2 separate regions of the Anas platyrhynchos genome follow, and region 2 is linked to region 1. Evidence: chromatin contacts called from public Hi-C data. All regions are on one chromosome and are shown on one strand. The core of a region is the stretch at or near the end of the contact, and the rest is flanking DNA. Distances in the headings are between cores, read along the strand shown.

The links. A called contact is a pair of places that touch in the nucleus more often than the background predicts.
Region 2: a Hi-C map of liver shows a contact between it and region 1, with 3 times the contacts expected there. The contact joins the promoter of PIM3 here to the enhancer-like site in region 1. A contact is called at or near these places in 2 of 8 Hi-C or Micro-C datasets (liver and skeletal muscle).

The regions. Positions count from the first base shown.
Region 1 is chr1:19,774,173-19,781,229 of IASCAAS_PekinDuck_T2T, forward strand. No RefSeq gene overlaps it. Among named protein-coding and RNA genes, the nearest start is that of ALG12, 130 kb to the left of the region's middle. Within about 2 kb of position 3,674, at least 3 of the 8 cell types and tissues checked have an H3K27ac peak or open chromatin away from gene starts, as enhancers often do.
Region 2 is chr1:19,965,817-19,972,873 of IASCAAS_PekinDuck_T2T, forward strand. It overlaps PIM3 (Pim-3 proto-oncogene, serine/threonine kinase), which reads right to left and starts at 4,514. Exons shown (of 6, transcript XM_027458508.3): 1 at 4,061-4,514; 2 at 3,620-3,729; 3 at 3,466-3,516; 4 at 2,795-3,158; 5 at 1,364-1,540; 6 at 1-1,180. The coding sequence starts at 4,145. The coding sequence ends at 996.

The DNA.
Region 1 (7,057 bases), core at 2,424-4,923:
TTCTTCAGGTTAGAAATCAAACAAACATATGGAATTTGAATTCTTGGATTGAATAATAATGCATGGGAAACCATTTCCTATGTCTATTTCCACACTGCTAACATTCAAACATTTATTACAAAGGTTATGAGACACAATGTCCCTTTAAAAATCCAGTCTGCATACTTAGATTTTCTCTATGGCCTCATGACTATAGTGACTGTGAAAACAGGAGAGAAGCTTATTCATTTAGCTCTAAATTTATAAAACAAAGTGAAAAAGCCATTAAAAAATATTTTTAATATCAAGTGAATTCTATACTGTCTTTAGCTCTTTTTGCATTTACTTTTTGTCAGTTGCTTTTTATAACTGCAGAATAAAACTCTGTTCCTCTGTGATGTTCTGTGTGCTACAGCCACTGTTGTGCAATATTAGAAGTACAGTGTGTTATCAGTGTGGCGTTTATATGGACACTGAAGAACAAGTGTATACGGAACTTGTGTTGCTACATATGTTACATGTCAGATTAACCCATAATGTTGAGTAATTTTTCTTTAACCACAGTAGTTTGTTTAAGGATTCTTTTTTTTCCCCCTTTTGAATGCTTGTTTTTGGAAATTTCTGCTTTATATTTAGTGTAAAAAAAAAAAAAAAAAAAAAGACAATGGAAAGCAAAGGTCACAATCGCTTTTTCCAGATAGCATCTTAACAGGTCTCTTCCCTCTTCTTCATATGTATGGTAAATAACAAAAGGTAGTGGGTGAGATGTGTTTTTTTGTGTATCTCCAGGCAGAAGGGTCAATGATTAATCCAAAATATTTTTAATTGGTGCTGAGTGTCATGCAACAGCAAACATAGTACTTCACAATTTTTCACTTATTTATCCAAAACAGCCTAAAAAGAACCTCAGAAGGCCAGATCCTTAATATGCAGTTGGTGTATGCTATGCAGTTGGTTCATGTAAGCTATCAAGGGATCTAGTTCTATTGTAAATCTGATTGAACTCACAAGGCACAGTGTGATGTATGTTTTCAGCCTAGACAGTTAAGGTAGAGGTAAAATAATAATATATTACACAAGGATTTTATAGGATTTAATATTAAATTAATAGAAGGCAAGGAATTTGAAGAGCCATATTGGGAAGGCAATGGAGTGTAATGTTTAACATCTGAAAATGTTCATTATTATGAAATTTTGTATGGTCTTGTGCATTTCTGCATTTCTTGGTTCCAAAATATCTCCCAAAGGATCCATATTTGAGACTTCTTGTGAGTAATAATAACACTAAAATTAAGGTTGAGACAACACATGAAAAAATGTTGCAAAAGCAATAGTTATTAAGATGCTTCACAGAGTCAAGGCATCTTCAGATCATTTTCTCCAGCACTTCAGAGAAATAAAACAGAAACCAAAATGCAGTGACAAATAAAAAATAACAGTAAGACATCCTTTTTGTATTTGCAGATCTGTTCTTCAGTAGATTATCTCCAAGTTTAACCTTACCTTATAAAATGGGAAATAAAAATAAATAGCATGAAAATTAAAGAGCAATTACAGCATCCAGCCACTGGCCGGCATGGGTTTACAGCTACCCTTGAGAGGTAGCTGTCTGCTTCCTGCAACCTCTACCTGTGCTCTGTCATTTGGTATTTCTTCATGTGCAGTTTGATGTGGGGAAGAGAAGGATTTGTCACCAGCCTTCTCGCTGCCCCCTTCCCTAGCACTGTGCAAGGGCAGTCCTGGTGCTCCCACAGTAGGGAGGGATGGCTCCTCTAACATGGCTCCTGTCCAGGGGAGCAGGGAAAGTTCCTCCTCTCTTCCTTGCCCACTGTGGCCCAGAGCTGAGAGTCCCTGCAGTTATATTGAATAGCGAGAAGGCAGCAGTTTGTGTATAGTGTTCATTTTCTATAGGCTATACATAGTCTTTAAAAAAATCACTGTTTCCTTGTGGAGACTGAAATATCCCGTGGAATACTGATGTTCCCAGGGAGTAGATATTATGCTGTTTGTTACAAAGCATTTTAAGAAAACAGAGGAAATCTTGAAAAGCTTAGAAAGGCTCTAGTGGCACAAATTCAAACAATTTTACTGGAACTCAAGCAACAAAACTCTTTGCTTTACTTTGAAACTGTCCTGGGAGTGCAGATAAATTTCCATCTACAATATATATGGATCTATGTTGAATCAATGAATGATTCCATGTTATTTTTGCCTATTTTTCTCCTCATGAACATCATGTCAATTTAAGTAAGGAGTTTTCATAATCCATATAAATGCGGTGTAATTTGCACTGAAGTGCTGAGATGAACCTGCACACCATGAGTACCAGTATAGTCAGGGTAGGTTACTCTTTTGTGTCCAAGCTTGGGTGCGACTGACTCAAGGTGTTCTGTTGTGAGACGTAGTCACTGTGTTGAGAAATCAAGAGCTGCAAGAGCTCTAAAAGCTGCTGGGAAAAGAAAGGAAAAAAAAAAAACAACTGTTTTTGTTATTGGTTGTCTCTTAAACTGTGGGTGGCAGCAGTGTCCAGGCAGAGGGAATTTTTGGAAGCCTCCCCCACAGCTCTGACCTCCAGTGAATGTTTCTGGGGGAGGCAGCATTAATTGCTGCCCCAAGACTGGAAGACTGAGCTCACAATGGGCAAACACATTAGTCTGTAAATGAAGTATTAAATCAGGAAACCTTGCTAATAACCCTGTTCAGCAACTCCACAATCACCACAGTATGATGGTGAGTAAATTGTGATGTTTGCAAGCATTAGATCGGTGGCCCTCTAATTGACAAAGTTTTCTATTCTGGATAGCTGTGCTGGTACTTGGAATCATTCTGTAAGAGGATCTTTAAATAATACACCATGTGTCATGGCACATGTGGCATTCTTGACTTCCACTTCTCGCTTTCCTCATTTGGATGATTTATGGGCTTGTGTAAATCATTCTTGAACATAAGTGGGTGCTTGTTCTTTTGCTGATTCATACTCCCTCCATTGTAAGCAAAGTTATGCCCTCGAACAACCTCCATTATTCACAGGCTTTGCCTGCCTTGAATCTGAATTAACAGGAAAGAGCATAGCTTCTCAGAGATTTCCAGCTCTAGTCAATTTTTTAAATATTTTTGCCTGCCTACAAAGTGAACTGAAAATTTTCTGAATAAGCAGGCATACAAAAAATGACTTCTGTGGCAGAATCGTCATTTCCACTGTCCTTCTGGTAAATAATTGCATGACAACTGGGGGAAAGTTGAAATGAGCTAGAAGTGAAGATGTCCCTGATTTGCTCACTCTGACACAATACATGCAAAATATTTGATGGTCACCTTTAAAAATTCAAGTTCTGTTTAACTATGCTTCCATGTGCTGTTTTCTAATAATGATTAAAATACTTTGACAGTGACATTTTTTTTGCAAGGGCATTATGAAAGGACAAGGCAGTGTATGAAAGAAGTATTTCACAGTGAACACCAAGTTCCTGCACTTGTAATGAACAAAACATTCAATGAATGATCCATAAAGTATGCCATGCTTTCCACATATGAAATGCAAATACATTTTTTTAAAGTGTTTGAGGTTTTCAAATCCAGTGAGGGAATTTCCCTCATCAGTTTTGGAAATCTCAGCCAATGTGTTGGAATCAGGTAGTCTAATGCAAACAGTCATGCCTTGTAATGTTTCACATTTCCCCAGACTTACAGTGGATCTGGTTGTGACACAGAGGGATGAGATGGTTTACTCATGGTTTCTTTAGTGAATCAACTCCTCTCCTTTGTTAGAACTTTGACCTTTTGCTTCTAAGACTTGCTGAGATCACCAGACTTCACAACCTTCTCAGAAGAGCATAGGAATGAATAGTATTGTAAAATCAGCTTAATGAAGTTGAGTAACACTTCTGGTTTGCAAAAACACTATTACCTAAAAATGAGCAAGCTAAAGTTAATTGCAAATTAGATTGTGAAAGTTTCTTTTCTCCTATGCTGAAAGTGGTTAAAGTAATGAGAACAGGGAAAAAGAACAAACTAAGCTGGATTTATTACTTCTCATGCATGAAGGGCTTGGGTTTTTCAGAAGTGTGTTGAATGGGTCATACTCTTCTGCAGATTTCAATGTAAAATGTCCATTGACAGCAGTGGGAACAGTGTGAAATTCTACCTTAGAATTTGTTGATATGATCTCCATGTAAAGAACAGAATAAGGATCCAGCTCCCACACCAAATAATTCACAGCTTAGATGCAGCAAATGGAACAAATGGAGCAGCCAGAGTTGCAAATGAGAATGATGAGAGGCAGTGCAAAGACTATAGTAATAAAACATTATAGTGTTTCACTTGTGGTATAGTTACCATAAGTGAGATTTTCAAGTGTCTTGATTTTAGTTCCATTTTACTTGTATGCTCTGATCAATGGATGGATGCAAAGTGTGTCATTATTATTTGAGAAAAAAAATAAAATCATTTCTACATTGTGAAATTATTTCAAAGAATATTTAATGACTTGGAAATTCAGAACTGGATTAACATTAAGTCTCAAACCCCACATTCCTCCTCTAAGTTCTTCCCTCAGAAGAGCAACTGTGAACCCTGGATTGTACCTACATTCCAGAATTCATCCAGGAGTCTAGACTACAGACTTGCAAAACAATAATAAATAACATAACATCTATTATCAGATAAAAAATTTGCAAAGGAAAGCTAATAAAATGTTTAAATTCATCAAAAAATAAAATAATTAAAAAAAAAAAAAAGCATTAAATCCCTTTCTATATACATTGAACATTGGAATTTAAAGGAAGGGCTGGGAAATGTCTTTTGGGAACATTATAAGATATGTGCTTAGTGTCCTGCCACCTGGGAGTCAGTCAGTGAGTAAAAAACACCTCTCAAAAGGTAATTCAGGACATCCTATCTTATTCTATCCTATCCTGTCTATGGCAGGCCATAATGCATAAAAAGGAGCTTGCATAAAATGGAGCGTGGCCAGCAGCTCAAGGGAGGTGATCCTTCCCTCTCTACTCCGCTCTGGTCAGGCCTCACCTGGAGTACTGTGTCCAGTTCTGGGCTCCCCGGTGCAAAAAAGACAGGGATCTCCTGGAAAGTGTCCAGTGGAGGGCCACAAAGATGAGGCCGGGAGCATCTTCTCTGAGAGGAAAGGCTGAGAGACCTGTGTTTGTTCAGCCTTGAGAAGACTGAGAGGGAATCTTATCAACGTTTATAAATACCTTAAGTGTGGGAGGTAGAGGAATTTGGCCAACCTTTTTTCACAGTTTTTTTGGGACGGGACAAGGGGCAATGACTACAAAATGTATCGCAGGAAGTTCTGCACTAACATGTGAAAGAACTTCTTTATGGTGAGGGTGATGGAGCACTGGAACAGGCTGCCTAGGGAGGTTGTGGAGTCTCCTTCTCTGGGGATATTAAAGGCCCATCTGGATGCCTATCTGGGCAATCTGCTCTAGGGAACCTGCTTTGGTAGGGGGATTGGACCTGATGATCTCTTGAGGTCCCTTCCAACCCCCTATAATTCTGTAATTCTGTGATATGCCACTTTAAAGTATGCCATACATTGCTGTTTGAACATATAGAGATATCTAAGAACATCTGTTTTAGCTCATTTACAAGTGATTTAGTTCAGCTCTTCATCTGTGCTCTTTAAGGGTCAAATGTTTAATTGCGTATAGCAAGTTAGCTCCATTCATTTTCATGAATGTAAGGTGATTTGCATTAACTAAGAACTGGGCCTGGCCACAATGTTCTAAACTGTTAACTTCTTGTCATGGTAGGTGGCAATAAAAGTCTTACAAGAACATTCTTACCAGCTATTCTATTGTCTAATCTACTAATAATAACAAATTTAGGTATGTCATGGGGAGACAACCTACAACAATAGAGACCTTACAGTAAATAGACTGTGATGATTTACAACACTACTTTGTTCCTAGTTTCCTCTGAAGACAGCTCTTTTCACCCATGTCCAGACAAACCTGACAAATAGCAAGTTAAACTGGCCATTCCAATGAGTTATGAAGACATATCTTAGCCAAGTCAACTCAAAATATGAAAACACGTGATGGAAAAATATTCATTTTTTGGTCATTGTTTGCTGTAAGATGTTTGAAAAACCTATGTCAATAGAAGATCAGGAAAGAAAAGTCTGTTTATTTGATAGTTTTGTCAATGGCATGGTTAACACACTAGCCACTGAGCCAGACATAAGATAACTGGAAGAATACCTTTGAAAAATATCTCTGCCTCGAAGTACTACTTTTATGAATTTCTGAAATGGCAAATGAAGAAAGTACTTTCTCACTATACTTTTTTCTCCCTCTATCTTTTTTACCTCATCACATTTATTCTTGTGATGGGTGTCTTCTGTGGCAGCTTAAGCAAACCTTCAGTTTTCTTTTTTCATGTAGAAAAATAAAGACTGCAACCTGCAAATATGTTTATTTATTATGTGGTGTCTTTGGTCTGTGAAGGGTTACATGTCTGAGAGGGGAGTTCTTAAAGGGCTTGCCAACATCTCATCATTCCCTATTAGTCAGAAGAATTGGCATAACTGTAGCCTAATTAAATTTATGAACCAAAGAAACTTCCTCATGCCTTTGCTTCTGTTCTTTGTGTAAGCAAAGTGCCTTTTTAAGTTTAGCACTTAAAATACATTTTTAAAAGTGTTTCTTTTCTTTTATTATTTGTTTCATCATTTTTCAGTTAGTCTTTAATCATAAACCTTTAGAGAAGTGGAAGAAGCTGTAGCCAGCAGTCTGAACTCTTACTTAGAATTACCTAATACTGGTCATGGGGACCTGCCCACTTGATGGAGCAGATGATGCCTGACTCAGTGTGACCAAGAAGACAACAAAAATATTTATATCTCTTTTGATATGTTGGGGAGGGAGGTGGGGGAGAGTTTCTTCCTGACCACAGATTTGGCAATCAGTTAACTTTGTGCATGTGAGTGAAGAGCAGTTCTGTTTACAAGCAACTCATTTATATATCAAGGTTCTGTTTGTGTTGCGGTGATTTTCCATTCCCATTTTTCCTTTTTTAGTTAATTTCAGTTTTTCAGTCCATTTACTTCAATAGACAT
Region 2 (7,057 bases), core at 3,264-5,763, 190 kb after region 1:
AGGAATGCAGAAAAAAAGTGCCATGGGCAAACCACTAGAATTCCCATGGGGAGGAGGGGAAAGCACAGTGTTGAATAACTCTAACCAAATAAATTAACCAAATAAATAGCCACAGCTGAAACCTGTGGGAGGTCTTCTAAACTTCAAACAATAAATAACTGTATAGTACATGGGAAAACCAAGTTTACATAAACACATTATACAGGTATGGAAAAAAAAAGTAAAGTCCTTGAATATTGCATTGATTGTGCATTCAACATGCCCATACATACTCTTAAGACTCGCAGGGTGACAAAAGGCCAGGGGGAGTTGAGAAAGGGGCTTCTCATGCCCAGTGGTAGAGATGATAAAAGGAAACATGAATAAATGTTTCTGATAAAAAAGCTGATATACCTGTTCATATTTCTGTGCAGGCTATAAGAAATACTTTGAGCAGCAGAGGTGGGTTGGATTTGGAAAGGGCCGGGGGCAGGAGTGAAATGTCTGTGTTCAAGTATTCCATCACCAGTGGATGGGACTACTTCATTCAATCACCGAACATGTTCTCCAATGCATCATAGGAGCTGCTTCCTCCAGCACTGGGTCTAAAGGGAGCAAATTCCTATAATGAACTGGATCTTCTTTGGACATACACAGCTCAAAAAAGAAAGTCCCACTGAAGCAGCTTTCAAAAAGGCACTCAAAAGCAAATAAAATCTAGTCCAGGCTCTATGAGAGCAAAAAAGTTTACCATGTATTCAAGAGGTCACTGCTTTCTTAATAAGGTCAGTCTTTGACTAAGTACTGGCCTGCAACTCCCAAACATCAGCGTTTCCAAAGGAAATCTCTCATTCCAAAGCAGAAACCAGCAAAAGGGGAAAATAAAATCAAGTCCCTCAGACAAAGATTCAACTACAGAATAATGAATGCATTTTTCTAGCCCCTCCTACGTATTGGCAGCAGCACTGTGGTCTTTCTGCTTGTAGCTCCCCTCCCAATGCGATGTCCTTAGTAATTCACAGACTCTCATTACTTGAACTTGTGCTCGATACATCAGTATCAAGGGTCCGTAGCCTTATGTCACAGTCCTCAGACTTCACTACTTCAGATTTGTGCATCCATTGATGGTCAAAAATTTGCTCAAGTGTTGGTCTGTCTGAAGGCCTCAGTGAAAGGCACCATTTGATCAGCTGTTGACATTCTGAAACAAGCAAAGAAGGAATTCCAGATCAGAAAAATAAGGAGACTGTCTTGGAAAACAACCAGCCAACCCACCCAGACACATAACTTTTGTAAATTCAAGATAATCTCAAAAAAAAAAAACAAAAAAACAAAAAAACAAACAAAAAAAAAAGTCCCCACTCAACACCCCCACACAACTCACCAGGTGAAATTCTCCTCCTGAAGTATAATCGTCCCCTCAAGATTTCTTCATCTTGCTCAAAAGGGATGTCTCCGCAAACCATATCATACAGCAGAACTCCCAGAGACCATACTGTCGCTGACCTCCCATGGTATCTATGGTATCTGATCCACTCTGGCGGGCTGTATACTCTCGTTCCTAAAAGCAGGAAAAAAAGTAAAGGATTAGTGTTTTCCCATTCTTCAAGTAGCTCTACTAAGGCTAAATTAAGTTCATTGTTTGGAATAAAAAAAAAAAAAAAAAAGCAGGTTTTGATTTTTTTTTTATGGCCCCAAACTATTAGTGGTGTAACTTCAGGTCATCTGTGGAGTTACACCATCAACCATCCGGTTGTGCTATTTTGTTGCAAGGAATAACAGGGCTGCCATCAGCTGACTGTTTACTAAGGCGAGCTCCCTTTCACTGACCACGTGGCGTCTGCAGCATCACACCAAAAATAGACACAAAAGGACAAAGGGGGCTGTCGGGGAGGAGAAGAGAGGGAGTGGAGAAGGTGAAACTCAGGTCTGCCTTATTACACAGGGATAATCTGCTTTATCCAATTCCACTGGGCAGTAAACAAAATAAGGCTGCTTACAATTTTTATGTTTTTTTTTTTTTTTTTTTTAAAAAAAAGGCCCCATGCTTCTCTGCAGCAGCCTTTTTAACCCGCCCTCTCTTTGCCTGCGGTGCTCCTTGGATACCAAACAAAAACGAGAATTTGTGATGCTGAAGGTCACGTGGCCTAGGGGTTCGGGTTTCACAACAAACAGATGTTAAGTGCAGCAGCTGAGGATGGAGGTCGGAAAAAAAAAAAAAGTCCCTTGGTTACATCAGTCACATTCAAAGGGCAAGGGAAAATATCCTCTATCATGTGCAAGCTTATTTTCAGATTTCCCATCTCTAAACCATCAAGCCTGACCCTGAAGCTAGTATCACGTTATTTTCAGGGAGCGTATTTGTCCCATCACTTTGAAATCTGCAATGCGGGATTTCCAGGACACCAGCGGAAAGGGAGGGGGAGAGCTATTGCTTCGAGTTAAAAAAAGCACTGCATGTAAAAACTGCATATCCACACATGGAAACATCCGACACTGGTGAAGCCTCCATGTAAACAGATCGCCCTCTAGGAAAAAAAATGCTTTTTCCAAGACAGGGAAATATAAACTGCTGCGTCACTGCCTGGAATTGCTTCTTTCCTACGCAACTGAACACCCTAAGCTGCTTCGGGTCCAAAGGTTTCCATTACCGATAGACCTGATATGAACCGCTGCGTCAGAGGCGCCCTCGCTACTTGGAGGCGCCAGAAACAGGATAAGCGGCAGCTATAGGGCATCGCCCTGGGAGGGGCACGGGGTCTGGCCAAACTCGGCACGCCGTGGCTGGGCTGCCCCAGGCAAGGAGGGCACGTACCATCAAAGTCAGTATAGACTGTGTCCTTGAGGATGGCCCCTGAGCCGAAGTCGATTAGCTTCAGCTCGCCTGTCCTGAGGTCAACCAGCAGGTTCTCATCCTTGATGTCCCGGTGCACCACGCCGCAGCCGTAGCAGTGGCGCACCGCCTCCAGCACCTGCCGGAAGAACCCACGGGCTGTGTCCTCGTCCAGGGCTCCCTTCTCCGTGATGAAGTCAAAGAGATCCTTCACCAGCTCGGGCCGCTCCATGATGATCAGGTAGCCATCAGGACGCTCGTACCAGTCCAGCAGCTTGATGACCCCCCTGAAGCCGGAGCCCACCTTCTTCAGGAGGACGATCTCCAAGGGCACCATGACGCCGCCCTGGGCAGAGAAAGGGGAGGCGAGCGGGTCACTCGGGGGCGGCGGGCAGGGCAGGGCAGGACGAGGCAAGGCAGGGTAGGGCAGTGCCACCCACCGCCGCCCCGCGGGGTGGCTCCTCCGCTGCCGCAGTCCGAGGGGCGGGCGCGGCGCTGCGGCGGCGAACCCCCGCCAAATTCCCCCCGACGCAGACACCGCGCCGGCGGGCGGGGCGAGCCCCGCCGCCCACACAATAGCCCCGACGGAGCCCACCCCTCCCAAAAATAAAATTAATAAGAAAAAAAATAAATAAGAAAAATGAAGTACTTACAATCGTGCCCCACTCGGTCACCCGCTCCTTCACCACATGCTTCACGGCGACCTGCGGGGCGAGGAGGGGGGAAAGGGAGGGCGGTGAGCGGCGGGGCCGGGCAGGGCAGGGCTCGCCCCGTGCCCGCCGCCCGCCGAGCCGCCCCGAGCCTCACCGGCAAGCCGTCGGCGATCCTGCTGCCCGCGTAGACGGTGCCGAAGCCGCCGCTGCCCAGCACGGAGCCCACCTGGTACACTTTGTCGAACGGCTCCTTCTCCACTTTCACTGGGGAAACAGGAGGGAAAGCGCGGCGTTAGCGACCGGGCTACGCCTCGGCGAAAATTAGGGCTCAAAAAAAAAAAAATTAAAAAAATAAAATAATAATATACATATTAAATCCCCCCCCCGAGCACGTCCGCTGGACGCGTCGCCCTAATTCTGCACGAGGCTTTTTTTTTTTTTTTTTAAATTTCCTCCTCAAAAATCTTCTTCGGTTATATTAAAAAAAAAAAAAACGCAATAAAAAGGGGAGAGCCCCAAGTTTCGGGCGGCTGCGTGGCGCCGGCCACGGGGCTGGGGCCGCCCGCGGGGGGAAGCCCCCGGCGCCCCGCCGTACCTGGCTGCAGGATCTTCACCGGCAAGTGGTCCATGCTGGCGGGGCTGCAGATGTGGGCCAGCGAGCCGAACTTGGAGAGCAACATCTTCCGTGCGGGGGGAGCCCCCTGCGTCCTCCTCCTCCTCCTCAGCGAGCCCAGACCCTCCGCGCGGGGCTTCCCTGGTGGCCCTGCGGCGGGCACCGACGGCCTCCCCGGCACGGATCCGCGCCAAGTCCCCCTCCTTGTCCTCGTCCTCGTTCTCCGGCGGCGGCGAAAGGGCCCCTTCCAGCCGGGGGCCGCGTCCGTGAAGCCGGCCCTGCGGTGCGGTGCGGCGGTGGCGGCGGGGAGCGGGCTGGGCGCAGGAGCCGCGCCGCCGCCCTGCCTGCCCGCGCGCTTCTGAGCCGGCGGCGCCGCGGAGCCGCCTCTTAACTCCCAATATTTTGGTGCGGGCAGAGCGCGGATGGTGCCGAGAGGGTATCCCTCCGCGGGGGAGGCGGTGTGTGTGTATGGGGGGGGGGGACACGCCTCTCCCCGCCGCCCCGGCTCGACCCCTCCTCTCCTCCGCGACGGGGCGCCCGCGGTGCGGCGGTGGGGGCTGCGGAGTCCCCGGCCCTCCCCGTCGCGCCGGCGGGCGGGGGGAGATGGCGGGGGGCCGGGAACTACTTGTTTGTAGTAAGCGGCGCGCAGCGTTACAGGGCGTCTGAGGCACGCAGCACGCACCAGCGGCGAGAAAGGGGAGGGGGGGCGAAGAGGAGGAGGGAGGGGGGAGATTCTCCTATTTGCGTTAACATTTGCGGGCGGCCAATCAGCGGGCGCCTTTTCAAAGAGCTCCCGGCGCAGGCCAATGAGGAGGGGCCTCATCTGCATGCGGCGGAGGGCGGGAACGCCGCGGCCCCGCCCCGCGGCTGCGGGAAGGTCGCCGCGCGCCGGGCCGAGACGCGGCGTCTGGGGCTGGGCGGGGAGGGAAGGGGGGGGCCGGGGACACGCCGCCGCCATGGCCGGGGTGCGGCGCTTCCCAACCCCGCCCGCTCCCTCCTTCCCCTCCCCTCCCGCCCCGCTCTCCGCAGAGCCGGCGCCGGGCGAGGCAGCGCGCTGTGCGCTCGCCCCGTGGTGTTTTCCCCTGCCCGTGAGCCCCGCGCTCCTCTCCAGTCACGCAGCCCCCGCGGAGCGCCCCCGAGGGCTTCCCCGCCTCCCCGCTCCGGCGGCGGCCGGCTGGCGGCTCCTCCCGGCACGGCGCCCCCCGCCCGCCCCGCAGGGGGCGCTGCCTCTACAGGAATGGCGGAGCCGCGGCGGTGGAGGAGGCGCTGAGGGGACGGAGCCCCCCCAGTGCCGCCCCCCCTCCTCCCCCGAGGCTTCCCGGGGCGCCGCCGAGCGGCCCCGGGGAGGCCGTTAACGGCCGCCCCACGTCAGGCCTCCGGCGGCCGCCTGGGCTGAGGAGGCGGGCAGGGAGGGGAGAGGCTGCCAAGCGTCGGCCCGCCAGAGGTGGTGGGCCACTGGTTTCGAAAATAAATAATAAATAAATAAGCGTCTGCTGTGCTTGGCGTGTAACAGCGTCTTGAGAACTGCTCCAGTAGCTGCTTGGGCCGCTCTCCAGAGGCGCTGAGTGGAGGGGTGGCAGGCAGACGAGCGAGGCCGAAGTTTGGCCAAGCACGGTGCTTGCAGGCAGCAGACCCAGAGGGTGCCTCACAGCACCACAGGCCCCCTCACAGCACCCGCGCCCTGGCTGCGTAACGGGAACGCCTGGTGTCCCCGTGTTGGAAAAAGTGAGGGAGGAGAAGCTGATATTGCACGGGGATCCCTGAAGTGGGGGTATTTTTGGACAACCACTTCAAGAGCTGGCAGTCCTTCCGCTCCAGGCGCTGGGAGAGCCGTGTTGCAGTTGGCATTCTCTGATAATAGTAGTGCTACAATCTCAGACAGTCATGCCTATAAACAAAGCGAGGGCTTCTAGGGAGGCGTAATATCTTTTATTAGATTAGACCAACTGATGTAAAGGTCAAGTTTTCAGGCGCAGTTTCAACCCTTTGTGTCCCAGAATGTGCTTTTTGAAGCTAGATCAATTGGTCTATAAAAGTTACTACCTCGTACAGAATGTGGTATTTCCAGAGGAATGCGGCTAAACCACTGGGTTTAGTGAGCAGCTGAAGGGATTGGGAAGCTTCTGGTTTATGATTTTTTCTTTTTTAAAGATAATGATTTGGACTTATCAGATAAAACAATAAAAGGGCACTTTTTTTTTTTCTTTCTTTTTTTGGTGAGGAATTTTGACTATCTCTAATAACATGAAATAAATTTTTAAAAGGTTTCTCCATATAGTGACATATGCACAGTTTATTGCTGCTGAGTTGTAAACAGGCACAAATAACGGGAAGATTTCATGATCTGAAAATTCATGTTCTAGGTATATTGTAAAGATTTAGCCGCTTTTGTCAGTGGCTATTTTAAGCATTGTTTTACACAAAGAGGAAGTGTTCCTCATGCTCAAAATTAGATTTCTGCTTATTAAAATAGCAAATATTTCTAAAGAGGAAAAACAGGCATTAAATATTAATATATATAAATGCTAATTATTTAGGGAAGTAACACTACAAGTAGTTTTTTTGTTTGTTTGTTTTTGTTTTTTTTTTTTGTTATGTGGCTAAGCTTGAAAAGTCATGCATGTATCACTAGTTTGCACATGTAAAACATCAGGTCTTTTTAATTCCAACTGCATTTGCAATTTCATTCATCCATCTTTGTCTTGTCAATCTGTGATAGATGAATGATACATTTGCCTTGAGCCTGTTCAAGAAAATAATTTGGAGTTTCTTCAATATACTTTTGCATTTAGGATTGTATCTTCTTCAGCTGTGTCAGCCCTAATACTTTAAGATGAGAACATAGCGTACCTTCACACATCTCTGTGAGGCAAATTGGTAAAAAAGACCAAGATCGATATCTGGTATTGGTACAACTCCTGATCCGATTTGTATTTTCACAGTAGTGTAACAGGAAGGGTACTTTACATTTAACGTTAA